4 separate regions of the Mus musculus genome follow, and all the other regions are linked to region 2. Evidence: chromatin contacts called from public HiChIP or PLAC-seq and Micro-C data. All regions are on one chromosome and are shown on one strand. The core of a region is the stretch at or near the end of the contact, and the rest is flanking DNA. Distances in the headings are between cores, read along the strand shown.

The links. Hi-C and Micro-C count contacts between places; a contact is called where the count stands out from the background. HiChIP or PLAC-seq counts read pairs in DNA pulled down with a chosen protein or histone mark.
Region 1: an HNF4G HiChIP or PLAC-seq map of pancreatic cancer cells shows a contact between it and region 2. The contact joins the enhancer-like site here to the promoter of Dock11 in region 2. A contact is called at or near these places in 10 of 39 promoter capture datasets (the 3T3-L1 cell line, 3T3-L1-derived adipocytes, cranial neural crest and 4 more), 1 of 115 datasets of contacts at active chromatin or transcription factors (pancreatic cancer cells) and 1 of 9 other capture datasets (macrophages).
Region 3: a Micro-C map of embryonic stem cells shows a contact between it and region 2, with 3 times the contacts expected there. The contact joins the promoter of Lonrf3 here to the promoter of Dock11 in region 2. A contact is called at or near these places in 4 of 39 promoter capture datasets (cranial neural crest, embryonic stem cells and stem cell-derived epiblast-like cells), 2 of 484 Hi-C or Micro-C datasets (both in embryonic stem cells) and 2 of 115 datasets of contacts at active chromatin or transcription factors (embryonic stem cells and pancreatic cancer cells).
Region 4: an H3K27ac HiChIP or PLAC-seq map of embryonic stem cells shows a contact between it and region 2, with 7 times the contacts expected there. The contact joins the promoter of Zcchc12 here to the promoter of Dock11 in region 2. A contact is called at or near these places in 7 of 39 promoter capture datasets (3T3-L1-derived adipocytes, the C10 cell line, cranial neural crest and 4 more), 1 of 15 datasets of contacts at CTCF or cohesin (the NIH/3T3 cell line), 4 of 484 Hi-C or Micro-C datasets (cortical neurons, embryonic stem cells and uterus), 4 of 115 datasets of contacts at active chromatin or transcription factors (acute myeloid leukemia, embryonic stem cells, forebrain and 1 more) and 1 of 9 other capture datasets (adipose tissue).

Annotation. Positions count from the first base shown.
Region 1 is chrX:36,388,786-36,391,597 of GRCm38.p6, reverse strand. No RefSeq gene overlaps it. Among named protein-coding and RNA genes, the nearest start is that of Gm6268, 13 kb to the left of the region's middle. Within about 2 kb of position 1,452, at least 34 of the 459 cell types and tissues checked have an H3K27ac peak or open chromatin away from gene starts, as enhancers often do. A contact at or near this core is called in pancreatic cancer cells, where this site is marked.
Region 2 is chrX:35,887,260-35,890,369 of GRCm38.p6, reverse strand. It overlaps Dock11 (dedicator of cytokinesis 11), which reads right to left and starts at 1,538. Exons shown (of 53, transcript NM_001009947.3): 1 at 1,338-1,538. The coding sequence starts at 1,439.
Region 3 is chrX:36,327,040-36,329,739 of GRCm38.p6, reverse strand. It overlaps Lonrf3 (LON peptidase N-terminal domain and ring finger 3), which reads right to left and starts at 1,331. Exons shown (of 11, transcript NM_028894.1): 1 at 341-1,331. The coding sequence starts at 1,160.
Region 4 is chrX:36,194,635-36,197,707 of GRCm38.p6, reverse strand. Zcchc12 (zinc finger, CCHC domain containing 12) reads right to left here and starts at 1,804. Exons shown (of 4, transcript NM_001358476.1): 1 at 1,696-1,804; 2 at 1,141-1,199; 3 at 802-929; 4 at 1-387. The coding sequence starts at 276. It overlaps Gm42406 (a long non-coding RNA gene), which reads left to right and starts at 1,420. Exons shown (of 4, transcript XR_882283.2): 1 at 1,420-1,701; 2 at 2,900-3,041.

The DNA of each region.
Region 1 (2,812 bases), core at 203-2,702, 500 kb before region 2:
AGTTCAGGCCACTAGTCCATGCACTGAGCTAATTCACTTTCAAAAGGGCATTTGGTACTGCTTGGCAAAATATTGCCACATCATAGCACTGACCTTCTGGGAGTCAAACGAGGGTGCACATACATTGTCATAGACAGGTAACTGAACATGTGTTTGGGAGCGGGCTAAAAGCAGTGCTCTTCCATGGCTTCTGCTTCAGTTCCTGTCTCCAGGTTCCACTATGGCTTCCCTTGATGATGGGCTGTAATTTTGAAGCTGGAATGGACCCTCTCCCCAAGTGACTTTTGGCTATGGTGTTTATCACAGCAACAGGCTAGGCTGTTAGCTCAGAAATGTGTCATGGGCTGGGTAGATGGAGACACATCAGTTTGGTGAGGATAAGAGAACACAGGCTTGGAGATAGGCATGCCTACGTGGTGAGAACAACCAAGAGTCCACTCAAACAGCACACCTAAGAAAGCTCCCTGCAAAAAAACTTTCTTGGGAAAGGGTGATCTGAATAAGAAAAAAGCATTTTTTTTTCCATTCAGGAGTGGAAGTAGAGCTATCAGCTAGGCCCTGAGGTTGCTAGGAGCTGCTCTGGCAATGGTTGCGACACTAAAGTAGGTCTTGGTGTTCTGCTGAACATAATAACACAGGACGCCAGCATCAGACAAGGCAGCTCTGTGACTATGATGGATCCAGACAAAAGCAAGAGCACTCTATAATGTCTGAATTCAGACAGACTATGAATACTGCCCAAGCCACTGCAGTGACAAAACACCCCTCTCCCAGATCCTGTGTGCCTGCTGCTGCTTGCCCCATAGACCTTTAGCTCTGGTCTAGTCTGCCCTCTTACTGAATAAGATTTTATCAAGATCCTCTTGTTACAGAACGTGTGTGCCTTCTGACACGCCCAATCTAGAGCAAACCACAACTCACTTCCTCCAAACCACCCAACCAAAGTCCAAATCCCATAATATCCTGGGGTTGAGCTGCTTCAGTTAGTGCTCTATGGTCTCCCTCAGTGCAATAAGCAGGAAACTCATTTTGATGGAATGTGTGTGTGTGTGTGTGTGTGTGTGTGTGTGTGTTGACAGTGTCACCAAATGATTAAGACAATCACCAAATGCAGAGACAATCTTCTTGTACAGATTCATTTGAAAAATTCCGGAAGCAATAGCATCTGAAATGACAGAGACAATAATCATAAGGAACTGTAGGGACAGAAGAGGGACTTCTTTGCACAAGCCTTTTTTTTTTTTAACAGCTATTGTCTGTTAGGAACTGGGAGTGAAACGACAGACAGGCACAGAGACAGAGAGTCCCTGACTCTCCTGAGAGGTTGTCTAGCCTGGGAGTTGAGAACACAGCTTGTAGAGCCAGCTGCCTGGGTTCTTATTCCAGCTCTGCCACTCACCAGCTGGCAACAAAACACAATCCCACAATCCACTGTGCATAGTAATTTCCTATTTTCCTGGTCACCCTCCAGTGAGGGAGGTGACTCAGCTATCCTCACTGCTTTTCCCACACCAACACTTGGGCCTCGTCTTTCTACCTCCCAACAGACATTCGCCCAAGACTGAGTTTTCTCTGTGATTATGGCAAAGGGCCCAAGGGAAAAAGGTCCAGATTTTAGTCTGGTTAAATACAAAGCTCAGCGTAATTTACTTATGGTCTTAGTGCCTGCAGAAAAATTACAGCTGACGTTCATGAAAGGAACTCCCTTCTGGGTGATTATTGCTTTTTTTCTTCCTTTATGATTAACACTTATTTATTTGTGTAAATGTCTGTGGGTATGTGTTATAATGCATGTGTTGAGATCATAGGACAATCTGCAGAGTTGGGTCTCTCCTTCTGCAGTATGCGTGCTAGGGACCAAGCTTGTCGTTAGTGTTGGCAGCAATTCCTTGTACCCACTTCGCTGTTTTGCCACCCCTCACTTCTGAATGTTTCTTAAAAGCTTAATAAGGACATGGATTTTATGACATGCTCCCTTGGCCCATTCTCAGTTGTATTTTGAAAATTTCATATGAGTACAGATAGCCTTATTATCAAGAAGTGAACGGCCTGTTTGAGAGACAGAAGATCACTAACAAATGGAGCAAGAACACAGCTGAGAGGAATGTGTGATAAACTCCATGGCCCTTCTTTCCCAGACCCCCTCACAGTCCCTCCCCTTTTCCTCTGAGCAGGTGGGGGCCCCCGGGTATCCCCCCACCCTGGCATATCAAGTCTCCGTGGAGCTAGGTGCATTCTCACCCACTGAGGCCAGACAAGGAAACCCAGTTGGGAAAATGGATTTTGAAAGGCCACCTGCAATTCTTGATTCACCAGGCCTTCTCACGGAGAGTTCTGTGTTGATCAGGCGACACCAGGGAAGCTTTGTGCAGAAAGAGGGGCAGAATAAAATAAAATTTAGGTCAAAGCTGTTTCCTCTGCCCTAACGGCATTTCAGAGCATAACTTCTCTTTCATATGAAATGATTAGGATTGTTAAATAATTTTCAGACCACGAGAGCCACTCAAGTGTGTTTCCCAAAAGCGGTGCTTGAAATGGACGCATTTTTACTGCAATCTCAGCTTCCCTGTAAAAATACTGCCAAGCAGTCAATGGCAGGGACTTCAGATATACGTTTTCCTATGCCAAGAAACAGATAACCAAGAAACAGAACCAGTCACAAGTGGATGAAGACCTGCTAGCTCTGATTTGAGGAGTATGCGGGCATCATTCCTATGTTTCTCCCATTCCCAAACTCCCATTGTACTCTGAACTTCTATGAGACCAAAGGTTTCTAAACCTATTACTATTTTAGTCTCCAGTCTTTATAAAG
Region 2 (3,110 bases), core at 289-2,788:
CTAATGTCAACTTTCCCCACTGTTAGGATCAGGCCCCTTGCCTTGCTTTAATGTTGGTTTTATTGCCGATTCTACAAGATCAACATAAAAATTACAGGGAAAAGCTGCGAGGTTCCCTTCCCAGGATAAGTTGTGCTAACAAAAAGCTCTCTCTTAAGTGCGGAGATTTAAACACAGCGAATGACATGAAATAATATAGGAGTGGAAAGAGACAAAAGCCAGCAAATCTCCTGCAAAACAAAGTAACAAAAAAGCACGCTAATGATTTAGTCCCACTGCTTATTTAAGGTTTGGTCCCTAGTCCAAAAAATTGGCAATGGGAGCCTTTAAAAGCAAAGGAGCAAGTGCCCCTTACCATCCAAGGCTTCCCTCCAGATTTAGACCATCTGAACAGGACTGATGAGGGTGCGCTGGCGTGCGGGGGAGGGGTGGTTCCCCGAGGGGGGTGTCAGAACACTCTCCAATCCCCATCCCCCAGCTCTACCCGCCGCCAAGACATCCCCAATAGTCTACGTAGGCGTCTGGTTCTAGGGTCTTCATCCTTACACAGCAACATCCAGTCCTTCCCACATCCTCTTGCCTCCAATCGCTCACAAGTCTTAAGAACCATCCTCTCCCAGAGGATACAGACTCAAAACCCACTCAGGCGCAGACCCACCCCCGTTGTTTCCAATCCTCTCCCTCTGTCTTAGTTGGCAGTACCCCTCAACACCCATCACCACCCTCCCTCTCCCCAGTAGCAGGAGGAAGTCGCTATGCTTCCTCTGTCCACATCGCCCGCCAGAGCTTGGGCGCCCTGGGCTTTTGGGTGGGGTTTTTTGTGTGTGTAAGTGAGTGTGTGTGTGTGCGCGCGTGTACCCGATGTGTATCCGCACTCAAGTATATCTGTGCTCATCGCATCCTTCCGCCTAGGCTGCCCCAGGTGCCCTCTTAAAGGGATCCGGATCTCCTCGTGCCCTAATCTCCAGCTCTTTGTGCGGGGGTCCGGGGGAGCGGGAGGTGCGATCTGAAGCTTTCAGCCGCCCCCGCTGGGGTGGAGACCCACTCTCCGGCCGCAGCTCTGTGAAACCCGCTGTGCCATTCAGCTTCCAGCCCAGCGCAAGCTGGTGGGGTAGCCAGAGCGCTGTCCCGTGGCGCCTGAGACTCCCACCCCCAGGCAGCCGGTTGCCAGAGCGAAAACTTAAGTAGAACAGAGGAAAAAGAGAGCTCCTAGCGCTCGACCGCAGCTGCGCCCATCCTGCCCGTGGTCTCCAGCGCGCGCGCGGGAAGCCACCGCGCTGCTCCCGGTGTGAGCGAACCCCCCCCCCCCCGGGACTCCCCGTCGCTCGACCACTCACCAGCACCACGGAGCCCCGCACGGCCTCCGACACGCTCTGGCGGAGCTCGGCTGCCGTGCCTGGCTTGCTCAGCCGCTTGGTGAATTTGCGCACTTCGGCCATGGCAGAGGTGGCGGGCAGGTCTCGGCGGGAGCGCTCAGTGCCCCGGGCCCGGGCGGCCGCTGCTGCTGCTGCTGCCTGTGTTTACACGCCGACGGGCCGGCCACATCTCAGCTCGCCGCCCCGCGCCCAGCTCCCGCGGCTCCTCCTCCCGCGCGCCGCTCCTCCCTCTTTCCCTCCTTTTTGCTCTAGCTTTTGCAGGCTCTGGGTCCTGCCGGGCGGCGGCGGCTGCTCCCTCTCACCAAGGGCCCCGACCTGAGTGGCCTAAGAAGGAGGGTGTGTCTCCTGGAGGGGGAGGGAGTGCTGGAGGTGGGGGCGAGGGTCACGCGGGAAGAGGGGGAAGTGGCAAGCACCCGGGCTCCGCCCGCAGCTGATGTTGCTGGTGCAGCCGCATCCGGGAGGCGAGATGAGGCTGCTTCTTTTTCCGAGTGTATGGCGCGGGAGGGGGTCAGAGGTGGGTGATGAAATGTCTCCAAGACTAGGGTGTGCTGGGGCCTCCAGAGACCTCTGCCTCCCTTAAGACTTCAGGAGCAGTGAGGCGGTGGGAAAAATCTCACTTGCCCCCAACCTGCAAGCCCCTGGGTCCCAGGCGGCTAGAGGCTGGGAAACAACATGGAAGCAGCATGCTCCTATTGTGTACTCAGCCTGGTTGGGTCTGCCCTATGTCAAAGGAAGGAAGAGCGGGTTTGCTGCAGGAAAGACTTGTCTGGGTCTGTACCCAACCCCCTTCATTTCCCCACCCAGGCATCCACTTCATAGGGCAACCAGGGGACAGGCTTCTAGAAGTGAGTCTTACCCAGGCAGGGATAGCTGGGTGGTGAGAGACCCCAGAGCCTTTGATGAATTGTGTGGTTCTGCAGTGATTCCAGAAGGAGTGGCCCTAGTGCTCACTGGGAAGGCTTTTGGAGGACCTATCAATCCTCTAGCTTTTACCTGTGCTCTGCAACCATCTCACCCTTTCCTTAATTTCCCCAGAACATCTGACTAGGTGTAAAGCATGCATGCTTAGACACAAACAAGGCCTTAATTCTGAAATGAAAGGCCCCACTTCATTTTTTTTTGTTTTGTTTTAAGTTTGAAATGGCCCATCACCAGGGGTCTAATCCTTTTTGAGGATTTCTACCGGTGCCCAAATGGCACTTTCCACACTTCTCAGGCCTTCAAAGAGCACACAGTCACACACCTACACAAGGACTTTGTTATGGAAACAAGAGCATGGGAATGGACTCCAGGAACCCAGAAAAGACCAAGTCTCCTAGCAGCAAGCCCATTTGGCCACCTTCTCATTGATCCTGATAAGGCACAGATGGAGGGTTCCTCCAGGACCTGGGACATGGAAGGGCTCTAAGGGACAGGCATTATCCTGCATGTTGACCTCACTCTGTGTGTGTGTGTGTGTGTGTGTGTGTGTGTGTGTGTGTGTGTTGGGGGTCGGGGTGGAAACTGTTACCTGCAGGTGGATCAGCACAAATTCATGCTATGTGTTCAATGAATGGTGAATATTTGTGTGTCTGGCTCCTAGTTGTTGACCTCCAGAATACTCTAGCATGTTTTCCCTTGCTAACTCCAGATTCACTGCTTCAGGTACAAGGCAGAGGCACAGGGCTTAGGAAAGAAAGGTAGTGCTCTAGGTACTGATGAATCATAATTGGTGAATATTAACCCATGTTCAAC
Region 3 (2,700 bases), core at 82-2,581, 440 kb before region 2:
AGGAGCAGGAAAGCAAGCAGGAGAGAGGGAAAGAGCACGAGAAAAGAAAAAAAAAGCTATAGGACCAATCAGAAGACTGAGACACAGCTTTTAAAAAAAAGCTAAAGTAGGGAAGACAAACTCCTTGCAATGCCCCCTCCCTCCTCCTCGTGGGCCACGGGCTCTTCCCTCGCCACCCCACCCCCCAGCCCGCGCGCGCGCGCGCGCGCGCGAAACCAAATCAGTCCGGTCCGTCCCCCCGCCCCCGCCTCCCAGCAGGGATCGCTCCCCCGCCCCCCTCGCGTGGCGAGCAAGCCCGCACGGCCCCTGTGGCGGCGCATGGGGGGTGGGGGGGACTCACCTAGACGAACAGCCTCGTTGTACTTGAGCAGAGCTGCCTCCACCTGGTGCTCGCGGAACAGCCGGTTGCCCTCGTGCCGGAGTTGCGACGCCCGCGCGGGGCCCGGGAACAACTTGCCCAGGAGGCCGCTGAGTACCACGTTAACTCGCAGTTGCAGGGGCGCCGGCTGCCCCGCGCGCCGCGGCCCGCGTGCCCTCCCACTGGCCGCCATCAGAGCGGAGAGCTTGACCCCGCACAGAGCGCAGCGCCGATCGGCGGCTCGCCCGCGCTCCAGGCACAGTTTACAAAAGGTGTGGCCGCACCACAGGGACACCGGGTCTGAGAGAAACCCGTGACACTTCTTGCACTTAAAGCCATCCCATACCTCGGGGGCCACGGCCGCGGCCTCCCCTGCCTCTTTCAGCGCCGCGGCGCAGCAGCTCGAAGTGCCGCTCGAGTCGGAGGCCAGCTCCTCTTGCGGGACACTGTCGGCCAAGCAGCGCACTAGCTGCTCCAGCTGCTCCGCTACGAGCTGCTGCCTCTCGGAGAGCTGTCGGTACACCTCGAGGGCTTCCCGAAGGTGCCCCTCAGATGCCAAGGCATCCGCCTGCGTGAGCAGGACTTTGCACTCCAGCGGTGTCGGGACCGCCAGAGGCAGGCTTTGCTCGGGCTCTTGAGCCCCGAGAGCTTGGGAGCCCTCGGGTGTCACCTCCTCCGGGTGGGCGGCTGACTGCCCTGCGGCCGCTGATGTCCCCGGCTCCTCCGGCTCCGCCAGCTCCAAGTTGTTGCTGCCGAGCTCGGCGGACAAGCTCACCATCTGTGCGGTCTGAAGGGAATCCATTGAGAGAAGGAACTGCGGAGGTTGGAGTGAGGAGAGGCGTCTAGGAACAGGGAACTAGCAGGAAAGAGCGGCGGCTGGGAGCGGGCTGCGCGAGCGAGAAGGCGGGATCGCCGCGCGCGCGAGTCTGCCTCGCCTCCCGAGCTCCATGCCGGCTGCCCCGCGCTGCCTAATAACTGTCTTGTCTCAGCGAAGCGTTATATAAAACGCAACCACGTGACTCCTACCACGCTGCTCATTGGCCGGCAGCGGGGAAATTGTTACAAAACCAGACAGTTTTGTAACAGCTTTGCGCTTGCTTCTTTTGGCTTGGCTTTTCTTGGCTTGTTTTTTGAGGTTGTTTGCATTTACTCTTTCTTTCTCACTTGTGATTTTGGGTCCTTTCTGGACTGGGGAGAGGTACACAACCTCTTCTTCCACGCTTTTCCAGCTCTAAACTCTTTGCCATCCCACCTCAAAAGTAGTCTGCAAACAGGTCCGCTCTGCCAGCCGCTTGTTGGAGTCCCCCCGCCCGAGAGAGGCCGGTCCCTATCGGCTCCAGTCACAGAAGTTGCTGGAATGCCAGGCTCCCCTCCAGGGGGCGATGGCTGATGTCTGCAAAGGCACCTAGGGACACCCAAGAAGTCCTCATTTGTTCCCTAGAAGAGCGTTAAGTGCCCCTGCTGAAGCTCCTGGGTTTCCTGAGGGATTCCCCCAAAAGAGACTTAGTGCAGTTTTAGGAGAGTTCTTTGTTTCTTACCAAGACAGCGAATCATGAGCAAATGGTCCAGCGGATAAAACAAGTTAGGCAGTCCGTGCTGGGCAGCAAGGGAAGAACGCACATCTTATAATCCTATATTAGATTGCTCATTGGGACCCCAGGGAGGCGCCCTCCGGTTCTCCTCCTCTTCCCTCCCACCCCCAACTCAGGGACCAGTGCTGGAGCGGGCACCCCCCTGGAGATTCACTGGCTCCAGGACCCAGAGACCAGATGGGCACCACCTTGAGAGCTGAGTTTGCTGAGTTCGCTGTAAACTCGGGGGGGGGGGCGGGGGGGGAGCGTGAGGGAAGCAGAGGGAAGATACAAGCCCAAGACAGCAAATCCAGAAAAAAAAATCAGAGAATTCAGTCACAGCCCAGCTGCTAAACAGCCTCCAGGTTCACAGAAGCTGACTTCTGGCAGGCCGTGCCTAACCTTAGGGTTTGTGCCCTTGCGCTAGGTTGAACACAAGTTGTAGTGCCTGGCTTGGGCTGAGGAGTGGGGCGGGAAATTCCCAACCAGGCACCCCTTAAAAAAATGCCAGACTGCTCACAAACTACACAAGGATTTGTTTACTGCTGGCCTTTGCATTTCAGACAAGAGCCATGAACAAAATGAACCGGCAGGGTTCTGGAGTACCCCACTTCAGGATAGACTGCTTCAAGAAGGAAGGCTGAGTTCAGTCAGGCTTGCTCTCAATTGTCTTCCTCCTCCCTCCCGCGCCTACAGGTCCTGGAGAGTGCTCAAATTAAGATTCCAAGCTGAGTGTCTCCAAGTTGCCTCCTGCTGTGGTCATTTAGCTGG
Region 4 (3,073 bases), core at 555-3,054, 310 kb before region 2:
GCCTCTAAGGGTTCTCATTAGACGTCTGACCTTTTCCTCCTCAGGCATATGCCAATCAGGCAGCACCCCAGTTACTTGGCTCAGCCAGTTTTCAAAGGTTTCTTCCCCCTGGGCTGGCTCTGCCCTCCCAGAGAACAACCTCATGTTTCTCTCTGCCATGCTGGCCATTAAAGGGCCAAGACTCCTCCCCAGGGATCTCAGCATGGAATGAGCCCAAGGTGGCAGGGGTGAGTTCTGCCCCCGGCTGCTACCCAAACGTGAAAGGATGCTAGCCATGTCTGACAGCAGTGATAGGATATCTTAATACACGAAGTTCAAGGCGTTTTAGAAACAAAACAAAAACGCTTTATCTTCAGCAGTGCAGCAGTCTCCAATCTCAGTAGGGGGCTGCAAAAAAGCAAAAGGGAGAGGAGAATTTAATAAGGGAGCAGGCTCCAGCTGTAATTACTGTGCCTCAATACCCCATATATTTGTCCACTGTCCTAAAATACGGGCTAGGAGAGCAGTTGCAGCCTCCTGGAGCTAGCTGATGTCTCAATACTAACAGTGTTTTTTATAGCCACGTCATCCATACCCTCCCGCCAGTCCTGTGAGAGGGAGGGCAACTGTTGCTTCCATTCTGGATTTTACTTGTGGAAATGCACAATGGTCACAAATTCGCAGGGGTTAAAAAGAGACGTCATTAACTTCATGATCTCTGGTCTTAACTGCAAGCCCCTCTCAAAACTCCCTGGACCACCCACTTCCCCCCACCCCACCCCCATACCACCCCCCCCCCTCTGTGATTTATCAGATTCTTACATCAGCTGGGAAACTGGAGTATTTCCAGCTTCTGCAACCTGTGTCCTCCCTCCCGTGAGAAAGCCTGCCTCCAGGGTCCAGTTGATGGACCTCGATCGACTGGGGGTCTCAGATCCTGATGCTCAAGACTGCGCCACATTGGAGGAGGCAAAAGAAAGGTCAGAAAAATACTCCGTCGTCATCCTTCTCCTGTTCCTCCCTCCCCCTCCCTCTTTCTCCCGCCCATTTCTGCTGTCATTAGGTAGAAAATTCCCTCTCCCACCTTCTGAATACAATACAAAACGATCCCCTACCCCCCAAAACCCCACATATTTGCATCCCTAGATACCATTATCCTACCCAGCTCTACAACCAGCTGCACCAAATTCAAGTTCAGATTCCGCTTTGATGGGCTGCTACTGTAAAACAGAATAAGAGTTGGACACACCCACCCCCACAGTACCCAGAGAAATTAGAGGAGATACATAGGGGGTTTAAGGCAAACAAAATTGCTTCTCCGTCATCCTCCAGTTGGCCTCTTCCCCTACCCCCTCCCTGGCCAGGCAAATCCTACCAAGTGGCATCTTCCAGGTGACTCCCAGTGAGGTCATGCTAACGCACCTTACCTCCCCCAGCGTCGCAATTGCAGATTCTCCAAGGCAGGAGCGGCCTATGCCCGAGGGCTTCTCTGCCCCCCACCCCGCGCGCCCCATTCCTTTTCCACACCAAGGAATCACCCATCCCATCCCCCCCCCCCCCGTTTTAAAACCTGTGATCCACTGGTAGCCAGAGGCTGCTGTGGTGTCTTCAGCTATGGATTCTGCCTGTGAGTCCCGGGGAGAAAAGTGCTGGCACCTCCGGAGCCGCTAGGCGACTCGAAGCTACCAGAAAGAGCTGCTTCACCCAGCTACTTACCCACAGGTAACCGGATTCGAATAGCGCAGTTTCCAAGGCAGCTGCAAAGCTTTTATCAGCAGCCTACTGACACAAAAGAGTGTGACGAGCTGGCCAGCGGAGCCAATCAGTGGAGTGCGGGGGCGGCTTCTAGCGGCCCAAAGCCCAAGGGTTCGGGTGGGGGAAAGCAGGGAGGGAAGGAGGGGGGCGGAAGCGGGAGGAGGGTATGCAACAGGCTCAGGTAGCCAGTGGTGCTGGGCGAGTTTAGGGAGCTAAACTACATTGCACCCCTGCGATTGTGACTCTTTCCCTCCACTCTTCCCTTCTGCTTTTGTGTTCTCTCTTGGCCCAAAATTGTGTCTCGAGGCCAGATGTGTATGTATGGCAAAGTGGGACCCAAATCAGGTAAAACAGTAAAAGCGGGGAGATATTAAGCTCCTTAGCTGGCTGTTGGGGTGTTGTGCTGGGTGGTGTAATCCAGCTTCTTGGAAGGTTGAGGTGAATGGGTCAGTAATTCAAGGCCGGTCTGTTTAATAAGCTATTTTGATGCCACTATTGGTGGCTCATGCCTGTAATCATTGCACTTGGGAGGGGTGGTTGAGAGAATCAGGAATTCAGGGCCAGCTTTAACTAGAAAGGGAGTTCAAGAGCAGCCTGCCATTCTGCTGTGCCTCTCTCTCTCTCTCTCTCTCTCTCTCTCTCTCTCTCTCTCTCTCTCTCTCTCTCTCTCGGAATGCAGGTATGAATACAGGGGATCCTGGTTTACCTAGGGGCTCAGGGCACAGTCTTTTATATTTTTAACCCATGGTGTGGTTAATTCTACATTGTGCATAATCAGAAGGGCCCAATTCGCCTTAAGGCCACATGGTTAGGAATTAGATATCATTTTTATTTTAGTTTTGTTTGTTTGTTGTTATTGATGTTTTGAGACAGAGTCTCACACTATATCCCAGGCTAGTTTGAAATCCCAATGTAGCCCAGGCTGACCTAGACCTGGTGATAATCCTCCTGCTGTTGCTATTACAGCCTCCCAACTGTTGCTATTACAGGCACGAGCCACCATGCCCAGCTTAAACACTGTTGAATGGTACAAAGAATATTAATTTCTTTGGTCTTTATTATAAAGATCCTTTAAGGTTTGCTTACTGTTTCTGTGGATGAGCAACCTGCTGGGAGTTGGCCATTAGTTCCCTAGGATGACGGCTGGCACATCCTTCTCTTATAGCTGTCTGCCTTGAAGTGGGAGCTGTCAGCCAACTGGGCCCTTTGACAACTGCCAGACTACACTCAAGGCAGACAATCTACTTTGAACAGCTGTGTCCCTCTAAGGAAACCCCCTGCAGCTGCAAGAGACCCTGCAACCACAGGTAATTTGAGGGGAGTCACCACTCCTGCTTCT